Linked DNA regions of Mus musculus: region 2 is linked to region 1. Evidence: chromatin contacts called from public Hi-C data. All regions are on one chromosome and are shown on one strand. Each heading gives the region's core, a stretch centred on a gene start, on an enhancer-like site or on the middle of the called end of the contact. The rest is flanking DNA. Distances are from core to core; before and after follow the strand shown.

Region 1 (5,625 bases), core at 411-2,910:
GATGTGGGCTGTTATCCTTTCTTAAGTAGTTGTCCATGGATTGAAAACCCCACTTCCTGCAGTTTTATAAAGCTGAGTCCTGTATTCTGGAAACAGACACATGGGAAGATATTTATTACCTTCTGTAACCAGGTGGATCTAAAACAGCGCCACCTGCTTGCCCTTTGGTGTTTCTGGCTTTTTACTCACTCTGAGGAAGTTTCCTATGAGCTATGCCAGAGGCAGGGAGATACCATGCTTCCATCTCCGGCATTTATGGAAGGATGAAATCAGTGAACCTCCGTCAGCCTAGAGTCAGAAAGCGGCTTGTTTGCTTGAGGGGTGGGGGGGCAGATGAGAATAGCTATACTTATAGCTACTTTTAGGCCTTGTAGACCAGCCACCAGTCCATCCGCTCATCGACCCAAATAACCAGCTCTACAAGCCAACGTGCCCCGAGTTCTTGTACACTGGGCCCTTCTGGACAACGGACAGACACACACCCTTCCATGCATGGGGCCTTCAAAATCATATGGCTCCCAGTTACTGTAAGGGGAAAAAAAAGCCAGCCTGAAAGACAGCAGCACGTGCTAAGAGGGCAAACTGCAGAGAAAGGTAGGAGGACCGACCACCAAAGGGCCGCTCTATGTTGGCAGTGTTTCATTTGTTCTGTGACACAACCACAAGGATGGACAAAGGTGGGCGAGTTTGCAGGCACCAGTTTAGGAGGCTCCAGACATGGAAGAGAGGTCAAGGCTGCTCCAATCATTTGAAGTTTGCTCCTGTAACATGTCTGGGTGACTATGGCCTACAGGCTCCTGTGCAACCTCAGTGGCCCAGGAGGTTTACAGGGAATGGCTGGAAGCCCAGTCTCAGGGAGGAACCACAGGTACTTTGCCGACACACACAGCTCCCTTACAAATCCGTGGGCGGGCAGGTACTTCTGAGCAGTTCTCCTGGGCTTGGATGTCCGCCAACATGGAGTCCATGCAACTGCACATGCACCCCAGGGGGACACAGCCACATTCAGTCTCTACCTCTCCCCTTGTAGTCCTTTCTGGGTTTCTGAGGTCACCTCTGAGACCACAGTTATTTTACTAGTCTTATAGGCTGGCTATGTTGATGGAGCCTCATGTCTGGTCTTTCATCCAGCCTCATGTAGTAGCTTAATTTATACACTATGTTGGGTATATATGCATGTGAGTATGCAGCCCACAGTGCGTATGTGGAACTTCGAGGACAACTTGTGGGAAATCACTTCTTTCCTTTCACCATGTGGGTTCCAGGAATTTGAACACGAGTTGCCAGGTTTAGCAACAAGTACCTTTACCCACTGAGCCATCTCTCTGGTTTACAACTCTTTCCTTGATATTTGTTTATTTTTATTTTGTGTACAGGTGTTTTGCCTACATATATGTGTGTGTACCATGTGCATGCATCGCCCACAGAGACCCAGAGGCCATCGATCTCCTGGAACTGGAACTACAGAAGTCTGTGAACAACCACCCAGGTGCTGGGAATTGAATCCAAGTCCTCTGGAAGAGCATACAGTGCTTTTATCACTGAGCTGCCTCTCTTGCTCCAGGCTTTAATTGTTCTTGGTGGGACTCAGCCCTTGGCTCTGGGCTGTGCAGATCTATGAGGAAGTTGCAAGGAGAAAGAAGGCTTCCAGACAAGAGGGCAGGAGAGTTCCAGGAAGTGAAACGAAGGGAGGTGGAGCAATGATTAGTCTCTCCAGACAGAGAGAGCTCACAAGAGCTCAAAGAAAGGCCAATATTGTCCTGCTGGGTTCCCAAGCTAGCTTACAATGCACTGATCTTGTAGCCTGGCATGTCCCAAGGTCCAGAAGTTTGGATGAAGTAGGCTGGTGAGCCAGGCTGCTTCCCCACCATCCAGCAGCCTCTGCCAGCATGTACTAGTGAAACACTCCCTCCTTCCTGGTGTAATTCTTTCTGGGTAGGCCATGGGACATAGAAACTACGATAACCCAAACCTGTTCAGTGTTACTCGTGTGCACGTCACCGACTAGTCAGGCAGAGAAACTGAGGTACCACATGTGATCAGTGGGACCTAGAGTGGGGGAGTCCACTCCTTGGCACCAGTGCCTGCCAAAGGCTGAAATACACACAGGGCTTCAGCTGACACTGCTCGGGCAGACAGGAGGGCAGAGTGAAAAGAGTCCTAATTCACTCCAATGGGCAGGACCAAAGCAAGGGCAGTGTTGTGAGGCAAACTGGCTTTATTTCTGGTAAACCCCCAGAAATGCCTGCCAATTTCCAGAGTTCCGCTAACCAGGGCAACCAGACTAGCAGGCTGAGAAAGGGCTCCAGCAGCCATGAACAGTGGCTCTAGCAATGAGGTGCCTCCTTCCCCCTACTCAACACCAGGCTGCACATGGAAGTCACGCTTCCAGGGCTGGGGGCCAAGTGAACTGCTTGCTGTCCCAGGTAGGAAGCATGTGGTTTACTCTAGTACTCAGATACACTGAGGTTTTGGGTACAGAGCTAGCCTGTCCAAGGGTTGGGCCCTGAGCCATCTGTTGCTGAGCAGATGATGAAGGGACCAGAAGTATCCCTTTTCACTTGCAGAAGTTAGAAAGTCTACCAGAACCCAGACCCAGAGAGCACACGTGGACACACGTGTGATCATGTACATGTCTGAGGTTGTCCATGAAATGCATACTATCTAGTGTACGCACCTCACCTGCTCCCCAGATACCTTTATGCTCTAGAACACTTCAAGGGGATACACACAAAGGCCCACTGGACCCTGGAATCCCATTATTCAGGCTGAAAACACAAACAAGACCGTAGGAATAGCAACCCTGGGTAAGTACAGGACATAGCCAGGATGGTATGCAGGAGTCTGATGAGTCCCATCCATGCTGGAGTAGTCACAGGGAGACAGACACACCACCTCAACTGTTTCATACCCAGACGAATGCTTTACTTGTGGCTTCCTACAGTCCACTTAACCTCTGCACTTGAAAGAGGGAGACAAGGATAGGGCAGTTCACTTCCTGGACCGAGGATGAAGAATATGGCTGCCTGGCTACTTTCTGCTATAAGCCCTGGAAAATCCCTGCAAGGGGCAGCAGCTCCCTCAGGCATCAGACCCAGGGTAGGCCAGAGAGGTGGACGCATGGTTGGCTCCCCATTGTTCAAGGTGAAGAGCCAGTGGAAGATACACTTGCAGCATGTCAACCTATATATACGGTGTATCCTGTATGTACAACATGCTATCCTATATATACAATGTATCCTGTATGCACAGCATGTCATCCTACATATACTGTGTATCATGTATGGGCAGCATGCCAAATGAACACACCATGCCAAGCATGTAAGCATGTATGGTATTCCATGTATGCCATAAGTACATCTTGAATACATGGCATTCTATGTGCATAATACATCCTATGTGTACAGTGCACCCCATGTGCACATTATACCATATGTACATGGTGTGTCCTGTACACACAAGTGCATTCTCTATAGATGTTGCGCCCATGGCTCTGGCCCTTCAGCAGTCACTCTATGCCTATTCTTTTTTTTTTTTTTTTTTTTTTTTTTTTTGGTTTTTTGAGACAGGACTTTTCTGTATAGCTCTGGCTGTCCTGGAACTCACTTTGTAGACCAGGCTGGCCTGGCGCTCAGAAATCCACCTGCCTCTGCCACCCGAGTGCTGGGATTAAAGGCGTGTGCCACCACACCTGGCGTGCCTACTCTTTTTAGGGGAATGACCCCTGCTCCTACTGACCCATGGTCATCAGAAGGACTCTGGAGGCTACCCAGGGATAGACATCTTGAGTCTAAGCTTGGGACTGACCCAAGTTACCCAAGTAACCGATGCCCTCCTGGAGTGAGCTGTGCCAGGCAGTAACCCTGACTCACTGGATCTCACAGTGCTGCAACCAGACTTCAGCAGGGCAAGACCATGCTGAATGAGGCTCAACTGTGACTATCTCTGATACCCTCTTTTCCCCAGCCATAACCCTTACTCGTTGTTAGGTCTGAGTCCTGACTTCCCATGTCTTCTGAGACCCTAGAACAGGTGCTGGCACAGCAAAAGACCTCAGCCAGCAAAGCAGGGGAACTCACCATTTCTGTTCTGCTGACTCCAAGCCAGATGGTCCCCTACCCCTGGCCAGCAGTCCTCACTGAGCATTGCTGACTACACCCCACACTTCCCCTCCACAGGTACCTGGCTGTGGCTCTAGACCTGGGCACTCCATATAGACCTCTCCCTTCAGAACTGAGCACTCATGTAAGCAAGCACCCCAGATCTACCTGGCAAAGACACTCCATTTGCTTCTTCCCCCATTAGCACCAAGATGTCACTGTTGTTTACTACTGTCCCCAGTGGAGGGTTGGGAGATGGCTCAGTGGTTAAGGGCATACATTTCTCTTCTAGAGGTCCCAAGTTGAATTTCCAAGTGGTTTGCTATTGCTCCTCACTTTGTTGCAGCTACGGGCACAGGTCCACGTACCTGTGCTTCGGCTGATCATTTACTCACAACATGAGCCCAGGTGGGGAAAGAAAGCACGATTCATATCTGTCTCAAAAAATATTTACGTCTGCCGAGACAGGGATGATGAACAGCCCAGAGAAGGGTCACGGATGCCAAGGGGAGAGAGTATTCATGGAAATGTGTATGTTAGGCATGCAAGGCAGATGATGCTTCCTGGTGAAGGTACTAGGAGATCCCTAGATTTCCCACCACACCAACCAACAACTGCGAGTAACACCTGGATGGAGAAAAATGGGCCTGGAACCAAGCTGGAGTTCACACTGATTGTATGGGTGCCCACTACACAGTCTGGCCCTGAAGTTCTGCTGTCAGACACAGCCCAGAAAGGAGAAGCACTCTCATGGTTGTAATTAGCATTAGGGCTCCAACTGGGAAATTCCCTTTCAGTGAGCCCCTTATGTCAGCAAAGTTTCATAGTCATCTCCTCTGGGCTCAGTTGGGTTAGCACAAGCCCTGTCTGCTATTTCTAGAACTATACCATTTCTGTGTGTTGGCGGGCGGTTTAAAAGACTCATTGGGTTGCTATAGCTCTCTGCCGATCCCTGTGAAAGTAAAACGGGGCCATGGTGGGGCTTAATCCCTCACGGCCCATGTGCTAAAGGACACTTGCCAGCCTCTGGAACTGCTGGGACACAGTGGAAACCCTCGGAGTCACAGGTAAGAGACCTGACTGAGGCTCTGAAACCATGAGCCCAAGTTTTTCTTTCCCACATGCTGTTCACCTCAAGTATTCTGTCACCATATGTAAAGCTTACTAGTTAACAGGCTGCTGGCTGATTTCTCTCCCTAACTCACAACGTGAGAGCTTGGTAGCAGGGAGTCTTCACCTCTGCCTGGCACAGTAGGCCCAATGGAAGGGAAGCTCGGGCAGTGTTTGGGATGATTGTGAACTGAGCGCAGGCCATCTTCAGGCTTCTCTCCATCCTTCTAGGATGCAGAGAGGTAAGTTCTGTGGTGAGGCAAAGGCATGAGGAGTTAACAAGAGACAGAGACTAGCAGGGAGACTGGAGAGCTACGATGTGTCCAGTGATCTGACGCCCTCTTACTAAGCCCCACTTTCTAGGGTTCAACTGTGTCCCAGCAGTGCCAGAGGCTGAGCCTTAGAACATGGGCCT
Region 2 (5,510 bases), core at 884-3,383, 220 kb after region 1:
AACTGTCACCGGCTAAAACCAAGCCTGCTGACTTGTTTCCTAAGTGGGAATAGTGACCAGCCTCTTCTGATGGTTGCAAGGCCTGCTTATGGCTGTCACTCAGCTGCCCCTAGATCTCCTTATGGTTGGATGCCAGCCACAGCCTTCTAGGTCTGAGTAGACAGCCAGCAGCTGCTACAGAGGTTCCTACCTCAGGGGGACCCAGCCCTGACCTAGGAAGCTATTTTAAAAAGAGTTATCTGTGTCCACCAAGCCAGCCCAGCTGTAGAATAAATGCTGTTGTACTTTGTATATTCAGTTCCAAAGCAATTTGCACTCTGGCCACTGTACTAGAAGGGACACAGGCACAGACTACAGAAGGTATTCCTGAGCTAGCAGCTTGGCTCTGTGATGGTAAGAGTGTAGCTTTTTCTAGCAGCTACTGACCTAGAGGTGAGACCCTGAGAACAGATGAAGTTCCCTAGGGAGCATCCATGTACCCCAACCTCTAGTGGGGCAGTCATTTTTAGCTGGGGATGTTTGCCAAAGCACCAAGCATGGCTGTTATTTGGGAAGTATGTCACTGACATCTTCGTCCCTATAGCAAATTTGCTAAGTGCCAATTAGATGCTCAAGTGTCTCCACCTCCCTTCGGGCATGGGATTCATTACTTGTGAGTATGACTCGATTGCCTGAAGTATTTGCATCTCTAGGTAGAAGACAGGAGGGACAAAGAAGAAAGGACGAGGAGGAAGAGAAGAGTCATAAGGTGAAGCCATTGCACATTGAAAAGGGAGACTTGTTAACGCACAATAACTACTCAGTAGATGGGGCTGCAGTGAGCCCCTTATATTCATTCCTCTAAGACTCAAGAAGAGAGGGGGCTGGAGAGATGGCTCCGTGGTTAAGAGCACTGACTGCTCTTCCCATGGTAGCTCACAACCATCTGCAATAGGATCTGATACCCTCTTCTGGTGTATCTGAAGATAGCAACAGTGTACTTATATAAATAAAATAAATAAATCTTTAAAAAAAAAAAAGACTCAAGCAGAGAGGCCTCTCCTCTGCCTGTGTAGTCATAACAGAATACCTGAGAAATACTAACTAGGAAAAACAAATTAACGATCTGGAAATTCACAGTCAAGATGCCCTCAGTGAGGGCCTCCTGCTTCATGGTCACATAAGGTAGAAAACACACACACTGTTTGTATTCAAATGTTAGTACTGGTTCCTCGAGAGAGTCTCCTCACCCCACCCCACCCAGCAGACTACCTCGTCCTCAGGTGATACCATGTTGACCTCCCATTTTAACTGCCAATAAAAGGCTAGAGCCTGTGATTGGGCAGTGGAGGGGAAAAGGTGGGACTGGAGAGGGAGTAGGAGGCAGAGGAAGAAGGGGAAAGAGGACAGAGGAAGAAGGAGGAGGAAGCCATAATGGGCCAGAACCGCATGGCTGGGAGAAGCCGCAAGCAACAAGGGGTCTCATAGCTGGGGAATAAGTTAGTAGTATATTAGATTTTCCCAATCCACTCCCCTCAGCCCCATATAAATAACTAGGGCTGATCTCTAAAGGTGCACCAGGATGGAAATTAAACACCAAATGGGTCTAAGGGGTCTACAGACTGAGGCTCCCTCTCCAAACCCCAAGCAAACCTCAGCAACCAGTGGCAGCGCCCCTGCCCTGAGCTGGACATAGGCAGCGCCATAACATGGTTTGGGGGGGGGGGGGTCCCTGCGCCTACAGAAGAACCAAGGACCCTGGGGCACGACTGCCTGAGAAGCAGCCTGCAGTCTTCACAGCTGAGGATCAACAACTGAAAACACACACACACACACACACACATACACACACACACACACACACAATACAAAAAACCAAAATCTAACTTTCCAAAGCTTTCTCTCACAGGCACAGCTGGCTGATCTGGGTATCTCTACCCCGAGCAGGCCTTCCTGCGCTCGCTTTTCCTGTATCCCCCACGTCTAAACTGGACACGGAACAGCCAGACCTGCTCTCCCGACTGCAAGCTGCCTGAAATCAGTGCACATGCTGCCGACTGCAACCCAAACAAAAGCCAGAGAGAGGCTCAGAAGTCCCACGTCTTTCTACAGTTAGCCACCACCACCCACTTCCTGCGAATAAGATTCCGAGAGGACTGCAATGTCCTGAATCGAACACCAGGGGGAGACAAAGGTACAAGAAGCTCCAGATCAGGTACTGAGAATTCAAAATTGACAATCACAAAAATTAGATACCTCCTTTAATCCCAGCACTTGGGAGGCAGAGGCAGGCGGATTTCTGAGTTCAAGGCCAGCCTGGTCTACAGAGTAAGTTCCAGGACATCCAGGGCTATACAGGGAAACCCTGTCTTGAAAAACTGAAAGAAAAGAAAAAAAGAAAAGACTGGGCAATACAGCCTAAAGAAAACACAAGAACTAAAGGAATTTGTAGGTCATGCTAAGCAACAGAGAGAAGAAAATGAATACAGCCTAGAGGAAAATCTGGAACGAAAGGTACAGGATTCTATTGGTCAAGATAACAGAGAGAGGAACATGAAGGTTAGAGACAGGAGCTGGAAAAGATGCTAGAACAAAGAATGCAAAATTTCACAGGTCAGAATGAGCAGCAGAGAAGAAGAAATGAGAATTGGAAGTGAGACTTGGAGGAGAATCTTCTAAAATTAATCAGTCAAAATAAAATAGACATCACAATATCAGGATTACAACATAAAGAAAAAATAAGGTGAAGGGGAGCTCTGAGCAGGGGGTGCAGACACTTAAGGAACAGGAGGAGCAACAAAAGGAGAAGTCTGAGGCATGGGGGCAAGCTTTGGAGGAGAGGTTACAAAAAGATATTATTAGGTTGAACAAAACACCAGGATGACAGAGATACAAGCGCTAGAGAAATATTGGCACAGGGGCTGGAGAGATGGCTCAGTGGTTAAGAGCACTGACTGCAGCCGGGCGGTGGTGGCACGCACCTTTAATCCCAGCACTTGGGAGGCAGAGGCAGGCGGATTTCTGAGTTCGAGGCCAGCCTGGTCTACAGAGTGAGTTCCAGAGCAGCCAGGGCTACACAGAGAAACCCTGTCTCGAAAAAAACAAAAAGACTGGAAGGATGTGGTAAAAGCAATATGAGAACCCGGGTCACCTTTATAATGGTGCTTGTGGTGGAGAGAAGAAGCAAAGGAGATAGCCCAACAAAATAAAGCCAGAGGTAAGAATATTTCTGAAGTTCTGCTGCTTGGGGAAGGTCATTTTGCTGAGCTAGAAGTAGACGCTGAATATGATGAAAGCTTGATGTTATGTGCTAAGGCAGCCTTAAATGCTTGAGACGAAGTCGCAGAAAGAGTAGAAAGACTTGAACCTTTTTTTTTTCAGGCCAAGCAAGGTCTAAAAGAAACATTCCTTGACTTTTTCCAAAGGTTGTCTTTATCTGTGGAAAGAAGTACATTGGATCCATTAGTAAGAAAGTCCTGAATCAAGACTTTATCTTTTGAAAATGGGAATGCTGAATGCAAAGAAGTAATCAGACCATTGAAGGCAGGGTCAGCATCAATAGAAGAGTGGATTAGACATACAGTGGATGTTAGACCCCGTTCACCTGATATGACCTTAACAGGAGAAGCTGCCACTAGAGGCCTTGAGGCCATACAACATTTCTTAATCGTGGTGAGCAAGGTTATGTCAAAAGAAACTTCAGAGAAACTGGGCAGTGGTGGTGCACGGCTTTAATCCCAGCACTTGGGAGGCAGAGGCAGGCAGATTTCTGAATTCAAGGCCAGTCTGGTCTACAGAGTGAGTTCCAGGACAGCCAGGGCTACACAGAGAAACCCTGTCTTGGGAGAAAAAAAAAGAGAGAGAGAGAAGCTTCAGAGAAAACCAAATTAATTCCAAAAGGGAGCCCAAGCCTCCTGGGATATGCAAGAGATGTGACAAAGGCCTAGACACTGGACTAGGGAATGTAAATCAACAACAGACAAATGGGGTAACTCTTGACCAAAAAACTCCCAGGGTATGGGGTGGGGGGGGCTCTCGTAGGCCCCAATGCCAAACAGGAAAAATTCTCTTCCTCAGGACAATTAAACACCACTGTTGAAAATAGATATTATAAGACCAGATAACAAGGTTAAGACAAATTCTGTAGATAATTCGAAAAGGGCCCCAAACCAATATTTTGGCAAACTTCTATAGAAGATCAAAGGCCCAAGGTAAGAATACTAGTAAACAATATTGAGATCAAAGGAATGGTCAACACTGGTGCAGATGTCACCATTATCTCTCCGAAATCTTGGCCTGTAGGTTGGCCACTTCAAGAGGTAGACATCCAATTTCAAGGAGTTGGGACTTCATCTCCTCTAAAGCAAAGCACCAGATTTTAGATTTACAGGGCCTGAAGGTCAGATAGGAAAAGTAAGATCATACATGTTATAACAATGGAAAGCACAAATTAACATCCCTTCAACTTTGGAAGCTAGCCACACCAGGCAGGCTCCTACTTAAAAAATCAAACTAAGCCGGGCATGGTGGCACATGCCTTTAATCCCAGCACTTGGGAGGCAGAGGCAGGCGGATTTCTGAGTTTGAGGCCAGCCTGGTCTACAAAGTGAGTTCCAGGACAGCCAGGGCCACACACAGAAACCCTGTCTCGAAAAACCAAACCAAACCAAAACAAAAAACAAGCAAACAAACAAAAAAATCAAATTAGTTAAGGAATGCTATCCAAGACAGTTTCAGACTGTCCAGGATGTCCATAAATAAGATACAGCAGGGGCTGACTGAAAGATCCTGACAGAGTGTAAAAGGTCACAGAAACCCTGAAATTGGCAAAATAGATTTCATTGTTAGCAGAACTAGCTTCACTGATTTAGAAAAATAGAGGTGCACAATGCTCTGGCCGCTCCTTGAACCTGTGTGTCCGCCAATGTTCTGACCGTTCCTTGAACCCAGGTGTGTGCCCACTGCTGCACAGGTGTTTGTGATATTGGTTGCTGGGATAGAGTCGGAAAATCTCCACAGCAACCACAGTCAGGGCCAATCCAGAGTTACTGCACCTGCACCAGACTCTTTCCTTGTTTCCCTCCCACACCCATTTCTTGAGAAATCAATCATTTTAGAATAGACATTGTTTAGATCTGGAAATCCCCTACTCCCTCCTTCTCCTTTCCCCCTTGAAGACCTATAAAAACTGGGACCCCTTTCCCCTTGGGGTCGACTCCTACCCCTGCGTGGGATACGAGTTGTTCCCAGAGCTCTGGCTTTCCCCCAATAAAGCCTTGTGTGGTTTGCATCAAGTTTGGTCTCTTGTGAGTCCTTGGGGGTCCGCTATTATCCTGAGACTTGAGTGAGGGTTTCCCTTCGGCGGTCTTTCATGACAATCCAACTTTACATCGGGAAGCCACTGCTAATAAGACACCAACAGCCTTACCACTAAGGTAGTTCACTGACCAACCCATTTGGATTGAACAATGGTCTATGACAAAAGAAAACCTACAGGCACTAGAACAGCTAGTCCTGGAGCAGCTGGAGGC

Evidence for each region. A called contact is a pair of places that touch in the nucleus more often than the background predicts.
Region 2: a Hi-C map of bone marrow-derived macrophages shows a contact between it and region 1, with 28 read pairs. The contact joins two enhancer-like sites. A contact is called at or near these places in 21 of 484 Hi-C or Micro-C datasets (the G1E-ER4 cell line, Sertoli cells, bone marrow-derived macrophages and 5 more), 12 of 115 datasets of contacts at active chromatin or transcription factors (VIP interneurons, bone marrow-derived dendritic cells, embryonic stem cells and 1 more) and 4 of 9 other capture datasets (adipose tissue, embryonic stem cells, liver and 1 more).

What each region holds. Positions count from the first base shown.
Region 1 is chr5:110,419,486-110,425,110 of GRCm38.p6, forward strand. All of the region lies in intron 2 of Fbrsl1 (fibrosin-like 1), which reads right to left. Among named protein-coding and RNA genes, the nearest start is that of Fbrsl1, 26 kb to the right of the region's middle. Within about 2 kb of position 1,661, at least 35 of the 459 cell types and tissues checked have an H3K27ac peak or open chromatin away from gene starts, as enhancers often do. A contact at or near this core is called in bone marrow-derived macrophages, where this site is marked.
Region 2 is chr5:110,637,573-110,643,082 of GRCm38.p6, forward strand. No RefSeq gene overlaps it. Among named protein-coding and RNA genes, the nearest start is that of Noc4l, 13 kb to the right of the region's middle. Within about 2 kb of position 2,134, at least 32 of the 459 cell types and tissues checked have an H3K27ac peak or open chromatin away from gene starts, as enhancers often do. A contact at or near this core is called in bone marrow-derived macrophages, where this site is marked.